Regions from separate parts of the Mus musculus genome. Here all the other regions are linked to region 3. Evidence: chromatin contacts called from public Hi-C data. All regions are on one chromosome and are shown on one strand. The core of a region is the stretch at or near the end of the contact, and the rest is flanking DNA. Distances in the headings are between cores, read along the strand shown. Region 1 has its middle 150 kb from the start of Gm46016. Region 2 has its middle 76 kb from the start of Gm46016. Region 3 has its middle 21 kb from the start of Gm36234.

Region 1 (2,700 bases), core at 51-2,550, 420 kb after region 3:
AGAACTGCCCTGGGGGAGGGACTTGGGGCCAATGCCCAAGATGGGGTGTGCCTTACTGAGGATCTAACTTAGAGCTGGTTTGTATAACAGGAGTGCTGCTTGTGTTTGATGGCGAGTTATGGACCATAAAAACATCATTTTGAAAATGGGCGTGGCTTCTCGTTTCATCATTTTATGTGTTCCTTCTCTTTTGTGGTCATGGTCATTGTCATTGCGATCACCCTAAAGTGTGTCTGGGAAAAGGATGAGACTGCTGGAGTAGGATCTTTCACTGTTCCACCAAGTGGATGGTAGATGGATGTGGAATAGATGTGTGAGCCAGGAACAGGCCTCAAGTGACCTTATAAAGTGGCCTATAGAGGTCCTGGCTGCTCTTCCCAATAGTGCTTTCATATTTACACGGCCTCTTCCTTTTCCTTTATCTCAGTCATCAAAAGCTTAAGGACATTTTAAAAACCACAGGGGCATCATGCATAAACTACCACCCCAGGCCACGGATGGAATTCATGGACAGGTTCCTCCTGGGGAGGGCCGGAGCACCCCCATCCAGGATGTCTGGGCTGTCACTAGCCCCATCTGTCTTCCTGACTGTAAAAATTAAACACATGCATAGGAGGGCTTGGGCAGCAGAGTTATGGGGGATATAAAGTGCATGACAGCAGATAAACTTGCCAGCCCCACAGTGGAACACCCGATCGTGGTGGTGCCAAGGAGGTGAAATGGGTCCAGATGCAGATGGACAGGCCCATTGCAGAGGGGAGAGGAAGCAGGGCCACTGAGGGTGGGGTCCCGGCTGCTCCTGACCTGAGTGCTTCTAGGAGCTGGGCTTAGCCTCTGAGGCCTCCCTCAGCACTCTTTGCAGTGCTAAAGGCTGTTTGCTGGAGGTGCCAGAGAACTGAGCAGGAGGCTCTCTGCACAAAGAGGCCTTCCATCTAGAGGCAGGAGAAAGCAGGAGGTCCAGGAAGGGGCAGGTATCAGATTACAGAGCCTTACAGTGTCTCTGACCAGTGAACTTCAAAAGCATTTCTGCTCTTGGGTCTGCTACTCTCAGCCCTTGCAAAATGCAGACAAGGTACTGAGAAAAGGTCAGGATAAGGGTATACAGAGAAATTCTTATAGGTGCCAGAGACTATAACCAGGGACCTGTACAGCTGGCTTCTCTACCAACAGTTTGTGACCTTGTCAACTGCCACTGGGACAATGCAGAGGGGGCCTGTAGGGACAACTAGGGAGAGGCCTCAACCAACAGGGCCTCACACAAGAGCCTGGCATGCTGTCTGCTGGGGGCTGGACCTTCCCTGTCCTAAGAGACTCATCAATGGAGCTTGCCAGGACATCTGGCCAGCAGGAGGGACAGAGCTCCTCGGTGCCTCAAGGGGCTGCGGGCTTCAGGCCAGGCTGCTCAGCTGTGTAGGAGGGAGAGAGAGAGAGAGAGAAAGAGAGAGAGAGAGAGAGACAGAGACAGAGACAGAGACAGAGACAGAGACACAGAGAGACAAACAGACACAGAGACAGAGACACAGAGACACAGACTCCGAGACAGACAGACAGAGATGAAGAAGAGGGAGAGACTGTGAGGGGAGAGGAGGGAAGAGGAGCACGGAGATAACATTTGCATTTCCTGATCTGGGGGTGGAGGAGGGAGGGGAGCACTCAGTATGAGGAAGTAGCTTCAGGAACCAGGGAGCCAAGAGGATTAAGCTAGTACGATTGTATCTTTGTTGTTTCAGTCTCTCAGAATTGTGTGCACCAACCAGTCTATCTCACCTTCGCCGAGGCCACCTACAGACACTAACCCAGATACCACAAGAATAACCATTTGTTGTTGTTGTTGCTGTTACGTCTTTAAGACAAGATCTCTTTAGCCTAGGCTAGCCTCCGGCTTGAGATCCTCCTGCCTGCTTCTCTCCCGGGTTCAGTTAGAACAGAGAAACCAGTTCCACCCAGAGAGTCACCCTGCTTGTCTGAGTCTCAGGCTAAAAGGTAGAGAAGGCTGGAAGGCCACTGAAACCTGCCCCGCCCCACACATCACTGCCTTCTCCCCCATCCCCTGTAGGGGTCATGAAAGGCATCCCAGGATGGGCAACTGAGAGGGTCAGGAGCCAGTCGGGGCTCTGGGAGTTAAAAGGGAAGGCTCCTTATACCTGCCACCCCTCCGACCCTAGAAAAGTCGATGTTTTATTTAAAAGGTTTGGGTTGGCTAAGTGTGGTAGGTTAAGTGCTCTTGAGATTCCAGCATTTGGGAGGTTGAGGCAGGAGGCCCTAGAGTTCCACACCAGCTTGAACTGTGCAAGAGAAGTGAATGATAGAATGAGAGATAGATAGATAGATAGATAGATAGATAGATAGATAGATAGATAGATAGATAGATAGGTAGGTAGGTAGGTAGGTAGGTAGGTAGGTAGATAGATAGATAGATAGATAGATAGATAGATAGATAGATAGATAGATTAATAGCCTTGGGCCTCAGCTTAGTTAATTTACACTAATCTCTAGTATCAAGACAAGAAACTAAATTCTATTGGATTCTTTTTTTTTAATTAAAAATGCTTTCATACAATTATTTGGATCATGTTTTTCTCCCTTCCCAACTCTCCCAGATCCTTCCCACCTCCCTCCCCTCCCCCAATTATATAATCTCTCTCTCTTAAAAATAATCTCACAAAAATAAAAATTAAAACAAACACAAAACCAGTAAAA
Region 2 (2,700 bases), core at 71-2,570, 350 kb after region 3:
ACAAGAAAATAATTTTTCCTGAATTTTTCTACCCAGCCAAACTATCAGCCAACTGTGATAATAGAATAAAGATCTTTTCAGACATACAAGTTCCCAACTTATTCCTATTTTACAATTTGGAAACTACAGAAGATATACTCTATCAAGATGAGAGTAAACAAGAGAGGAAGACTGTCTTAGTTACTCTCTTATTGCTATGAAGAGCCACCATGAACCAAGACACCCTATAAGAGAATCATTTAACTGGAGCTTACAATTAAGAGAAAGAGAGTCCATGAACATCATGACATGAAGCTTGATAGCAGGCAGGCAGGCATGGTACCTGAGCAGTAGCTGAGATCTTACATTTGAGCCACAAGTATGAATCAAAGAGAAAGAGAGAGAGAACTAACTGGAAAGAATGTGGACTTTTGAAACCTCAAAGTCTACCCTCAGGGAATCACCTCCTCCAACAAGTCCACGCCTCCTGATTCTTTCCAAACAATTCTACCAACTAAGGACCAAGGATTCAAATATATGAACCTGTGTGGGGCTGCTCTCATTTAAACTACCACACTGACTATCAACCACCACTCCAGATTTTTCCCTTTTCTTCTTTCCCTTCTACCCTTCTCACTTCTTTCCCTTTTATATGTCCACTTAAGTCTAGGAACTAGAGTGATACCACACATAAAAGAAACAAGGTCACAGCTCACATAATATCTTTAAGTTCAATGCTGAGTTTTCAACTAGAGGACATATTCAGGTGAAGATGTTCAATCTAGAGTTTAGGGCACCCAGCCAACATGATAGATCCATAATTCTTGCCTCTATCTCTTAATGCTTACTTCAGCATATGACCTTTTGACAAGCACATGCCAAGTTTGATGTCCTTTAGGTGAATTCTTAGGCTTTTCTAGGTATTATCTGAATCTCAGGGGACATCACCTGGGTATCTTTTTCTTGAGTCTCTTGAAGTAGTTAGTGTGAGAGTGAATTGACACTGGAGAAGGCCTGCATTGATTATAGTATCCTAATATATAATTTTCCCAAAAACCTAAGCTTATGGGGAAAGAGTTCTCTCTTTGGCCAAATACCAGGCAAAACCTTGTTAGAACTTGATCTTGGCTGTTGCAGTCTGAGGAGGAAACAGAGATAGGAGACATCTGGGTGATAAGTAGGGCAGAAGTTGCTGCAGGCTGGGAGCCAGGCCAGGCCTGGACTACAACAAACCAGGAGGCACAATGCCAGGCCATTAGAAGCACTGCTAACTAAGTAGGGAGTCACCCCCAAAGTATATTCTAGGGAGAAACCAGATGGAGAGCACATGAGGCTAGAGGAAAATAGGAAGACAGATGATGAATTTGAGCTGTTTCCCTAAGAGATGCATTTGAGCTGAGCCCTGGTGGAGGGAAAGGATGGCTACCCAGATGTTGAGTACACAGGCAAGCACAGAGGCTGAGAACTCATGGCAACTTGGGATGGTGTGTCTTAGAATGTGGTTACAAAGCTGACACCATTCCTTCACTGAACAAGAACATGTTACTGAGAGCAGGAAGGTAAGCATGGGTCCAGAAAAATGCCCAGTCGTCAATCTGCAGGTCATTTATGCTATTTAAGAAGGTAGTGCAAAGTTCCAAGGGAAGTTACAGAAGGCTCACTCTGAAAGCAGGAAAGACAGGGGTTGTTGATATCCAAATGATATAAAGGCATTTCCAGGGAGGGTAGGTAGAAAAGCAGGGGATACTTTGCAGATGACCTGTAGCAGGCGAAGAAGAACCCAGAGGAACTAATGTCAACTCAATGGCAATGCCATGATTAGGATTCATCTGCAAAGCTCTGAGACTACCAAGAAGTAAAGGTTAGGGACACTGTAGTGTTGAAAATCACAAGGTGTTCTGGCATCACTCTGGAGGCTGGGCCATGAATGGCATCATTTATACGATGTGAAGAGTCTAATGTGAGAGTAGACGTGATGCAATAGCCAAGACATGGAAACAGCTGAGATGTCCATCAGCAAATGAGTGGATAAAGAAAATGTCTACAGTGGTTGGAGAAGTGCCTCAGGAGTTAAAAGAATGCTTACAGCTTTTGCAGAGGACCCAGGTTCAGTTTCCAGTACCCACACAGGGCCTCACAACTGCTTGAAATTACAGTTTCAGGAAACCAGTACCTTCTTGGCGTGAATAAACTCTGTGTCTGTCTGTCTGTCTGTCTGTCTGTCCGTCTGTCTGTCTTTGTCTCTGACTCTCTGCCCCGTCCCCCATCACATACACACCAAATAGATCTTTAAAGAAAATGTTTCCACACACAGTGGAGTTTTATTTAGCCATCAAGAACACAGTGATGTCATTTTCAGAACAATGAGTGGATAAGGGACCACCTTGGAAGTCCAGAAGCAAGGATCCATTCTTGGAGACTCACACCTGTAATCCTAGTGTCTGGTGTGTGTATGTGTGTGTGTGTGTGTGTGTGTGTGTGTGTGTGTGTGTGTGTGTGTGTGTGCTGAGTCAGGAGGATTGCTATGAGTTCAAGGCCTGACTGAATGATAGAGTGAGATGATATATATATATATATATAAAGTATACCTAGACTAACATCTCATTTACATAACCTAGATTAAATATATTATATGGCATGGGTATAGAAGTGGATTGTGTGGAGAGGAGAAAGGAGTCTAAGGGGGAAAGGAGGAGGGAGAAGAGAAGAAAGCTTGAGAGA
Region 3 (2,806 bases), core at 12-2,511:
TGATGGACCTTGGTATAAATGTGGCAAAATGTCAAGAAAGCTTGAACTGGATTTTTGCCTGGGGTTGATATTAAAGTTGAAAGGATGGATGGGAGGGCATTAGCATGCCAGCAATACACATTTCATTTCATTCAGTAATTCTGCCTTTAAGTTTTTAAGTCATATGAAGAAGGGTTTCTGAATAAAAGGTTTTAGCCTCCGTATCAGCTGCAGGGACGTAAACAATTGAAGAGGGGGAATGAACTTGGTACACCTACAACTTAAAACACCCCACCAGCCCCGTGGCTTATCCTGGTAGGATGCTTGCCGGCCAAACCTGACAACCTGAGTTTGATCCCTGGGAACCACAGTGTGGAAGGAGAAAACTGACTCCCACAGATTATCCTCTGACCTCCATACCTACATCCTCTTCCCATCGTACACACACACACACACACACACACACACACACACACTCACACACACACACACACACACACACACACACACACACACACACACACACACACACACACACATACACACACGCACAGTGCATTGCCACTAGCAATAGTAATACTAGTGAAATTAAAATTGAAAATATTATGCAGCCCTTAAAAAGGTATTTTCCAGCTGTTTACAGAATTTACTTTAATTTGAACACTAGGTCAAACATCAGGTCTTCAGACAAAAAGCCTTGCTCTTTTCCTATGCCCATTTACCTCATCAAAACTGAAGCCAAACAGACTGAAATGTTAGTAAGTTGTCTTCATGAGAGAGGTGATTAGGGATGGTGGCTAGTTTTAAATTTGAGGGTTTTTTTTTTTGCCTTGCTTTATAGTTTTTCTGTCATTTGCATGTGTCATGTGTTGGATGTCCTGTGTGATGCAGGATGGCAGCCCTCAACCTCTGCGGAAGGAGCTCACAGCAGGTGCCTACAGCCTGGGGAGGGCTGTGGAGTCCGGGTGGCGGCAGCGGATGCAGTTTCTCACATGGCCGGAGGGTGGCAGTGTCCGCTCGCAGACTCCGGGCTGGCGGCTTTGATGACCTTTGTCAGCCGGCGCAGCCTCTCGTTTATCACCGATCACAGAGTGGAATGAACATATTTACTTGTGTTTTGCTTTCCACTTATAATATCTAGTGGCATGGGAGGGAAATGAAAACAATTGTTCATAGGGGAAATTTATGAGCTTCATCTGGCTGCATGATTCCCGCAGTTGCCCCAGCGCCGCCCAGAGAGTGGAGATGGCTCCTTATATCCCCAGAGGTCCTCATAGGGCCTTGCAATACTTGCCTCTGGCCAGCAGACTTTCCCACACTCTTCGCCTCCCTTTGAATTTGCAAGGAGAAGGAGCTTTACATGTCATCTTTTGGGGGTGGCACGGTAGTCCAAGCTGCAGGCTGAGTCCCACCTGAAGTCTGGGCTAGCCTTTATCTCTTGACAATCCCCCTAATTGCTTCTTCGGATGAGCTGCTGCTGGGGCAGGGCTCTGGGGACCCTTTGGAGCCTTAGAGAGCTCTCCAAGATCTGGATGGGGTGGGAGGGGCCCCTCCCTCTGAGGTTCTAGGAAAAGGGCAGCTCTGGGCTTAGTGTCCATGTGTGCTTTTTGTGTGGAAGAGTGGGAAACAAGGTGGGTAAGTCTACTCTTCCAGCCTGTCCCCGAATAGTGCCCCAGGCAGAGAGACAGGATTGCTCTCCCATGGAAGGCAGATAAGGAGGTGTCTTATTTTCAGGGGCTTTGGGCCCCAGGTTCACAGAACTTGGTGCTGAGAACCTGGAACCAGCTCTGTCTGAGGTCCAGATCTAGGCAAGAAGTTCTCCGAGAGCGACTCGTCTGTTCCTGCTGAGGCCACGCCCCTGACTCCAGCTTTCAAGGTCTCTGCAAAGAGGAGCCAGCCTCATGTTCCTTAACACCAGAGTGTGGAAAGGTGAGATGTGAAAACACAGAAGCAGCTATGGAACGCACGGCGGGGAGCCAGTACCTGTGTTGCTCCACAAGGCATTCTGGCTGCGCATGCGCTGGGGGGATGACAGCTATAAGTTGTCGAAGATCTGCAGCAGACCACCATAGGTTCACTATTCTGTTCTATCCTTTTCCTACTCTACAGGCCCACATTTCCATGCCATCTCCTCTTTCTTTTTTCCTCTTCTCTTTCCTTCTCCCTGCCCCTCTAACCCTACCCCCTTTCCTCTTTAATTTCTTACAGGTCCCTTCTTCTTTCCCTCCTCCCTTTCTCAGACCTGAGGTGAGTCTTTGTATTCCTGTGCTTGCTCGCCTGTGACCCACGCACACAGGCTCTTGCTCGCCCTCAGCATTGTTCCTGTCTGAGGCTGCCTCCTTCAGTTCCGTGGGTCTGCAAGGGTGTGACTTGACATGGGTGGGAGCTGATGTGAGATGCATCGGGCATCTTGGAGGTAGTGCCCCTCCCACGAGGACACCTACAGGTGAGCCTTTGGGGCCATCGGGCCAGCAGGTGTGCTGTGCACGGAGCATCAGGAAAGGCTCTGATGTAGGCCCAGTGCCCTGAATTTCCTGTCTTGGGACTCCTGGAACGAGGAGACTGAATCCATCCAGAACAGATCTTTGTCCAGTGAGCACTTCAATGGCAGAAACAAGAGAAACGGGTCCGCAGACCCCTGCATAGCTGTAGCGACACTAGTACTTGCCCAGGACGGTGGTTTGGCTGATCAGTGTTTCCAGCCCCCGGGACCCTCCCTCGGCTCATTATAATCCACCATATTTCCCAGTCAGTCTTATAATCGAATTACTCAAAATTGCACAGCTTTATTGCACAATGCTAAACTTCAAGACAAACAAATGCTCAG

Evidence for each region. Hi-C and Micro-C count contacts between places; a contact is called where the count stands out from the background.
Region 1: a contact with region 3 is called in a Hi-C map of uterus, with 5 times the contacts expected there. The contact joins two enhancer-like sites. A contact is called at or near these places in 10 of 484 Hi-C or Micro-C datasets (Sertoli cells, cortical neurons, differentiating embryonic stem cells and 4 more) and 1 of 9 other capture datasets (embryonic stem cells).
Region 2: a contact with region 3 is called in a Hi-C map of uterus, with 2.6 times the contacts expected there. The contact joins two enhancer-like sites. A contact is called at or near these places in 3 of 484 Hi-C or Micro-C datasets (cerebral cortex, muscle stem cells and uterus).

What each region holds. Positions count from the first base shown.
Region 1 is chr7:36,316,716-36,319,415 of GRCm38.p6, forward strand. No RefSeq gene overlaps it. Among named protein-coding and RNA genes, the nearest start is that of Gm46016, 150 kb to the left of the region's middle. Within about 2 kb of position 1,301, at least 21 of the 459 cell types and tissues checked have an H3K27ac peak or open chromatin away from gene starts, as enhancers often do. A contact at or near this core is called in uterus, where this site is marked.
Region 2 is chr7:36,246,326-36,249,025 of GRCm38.p6, forward strand. No RefSeq gene overlaps it. Among named protein-coding and RNA genes, the nearest start is that of Gm46016, 76 kb to the left of the region's middle. Within about 2 kb of position 1,321, at least 2 of the 459 cell types and tissues checked have an H3K27ac peak or open chromatin away from gene starts, as enhancers often do. A contact at or near this core is called in uterus, where this site is marked.
Region 3 is chr7:35,901,065-35,903,870 of GRCm38.p6, forward strand. No RefSeq gene overlaps it. Among named protein-coding and RNA genes, the nearest start is that of Gm36234, 21 kb to the right of the region's middle. Within about 2 kb of position 1,262, at least 22 of the 459 cell types and tissues checked have an H3K27ac peak or open chromatin away from gene starts, as enhancers often do. A contact at or near this core is called in uterus, where this site is marked.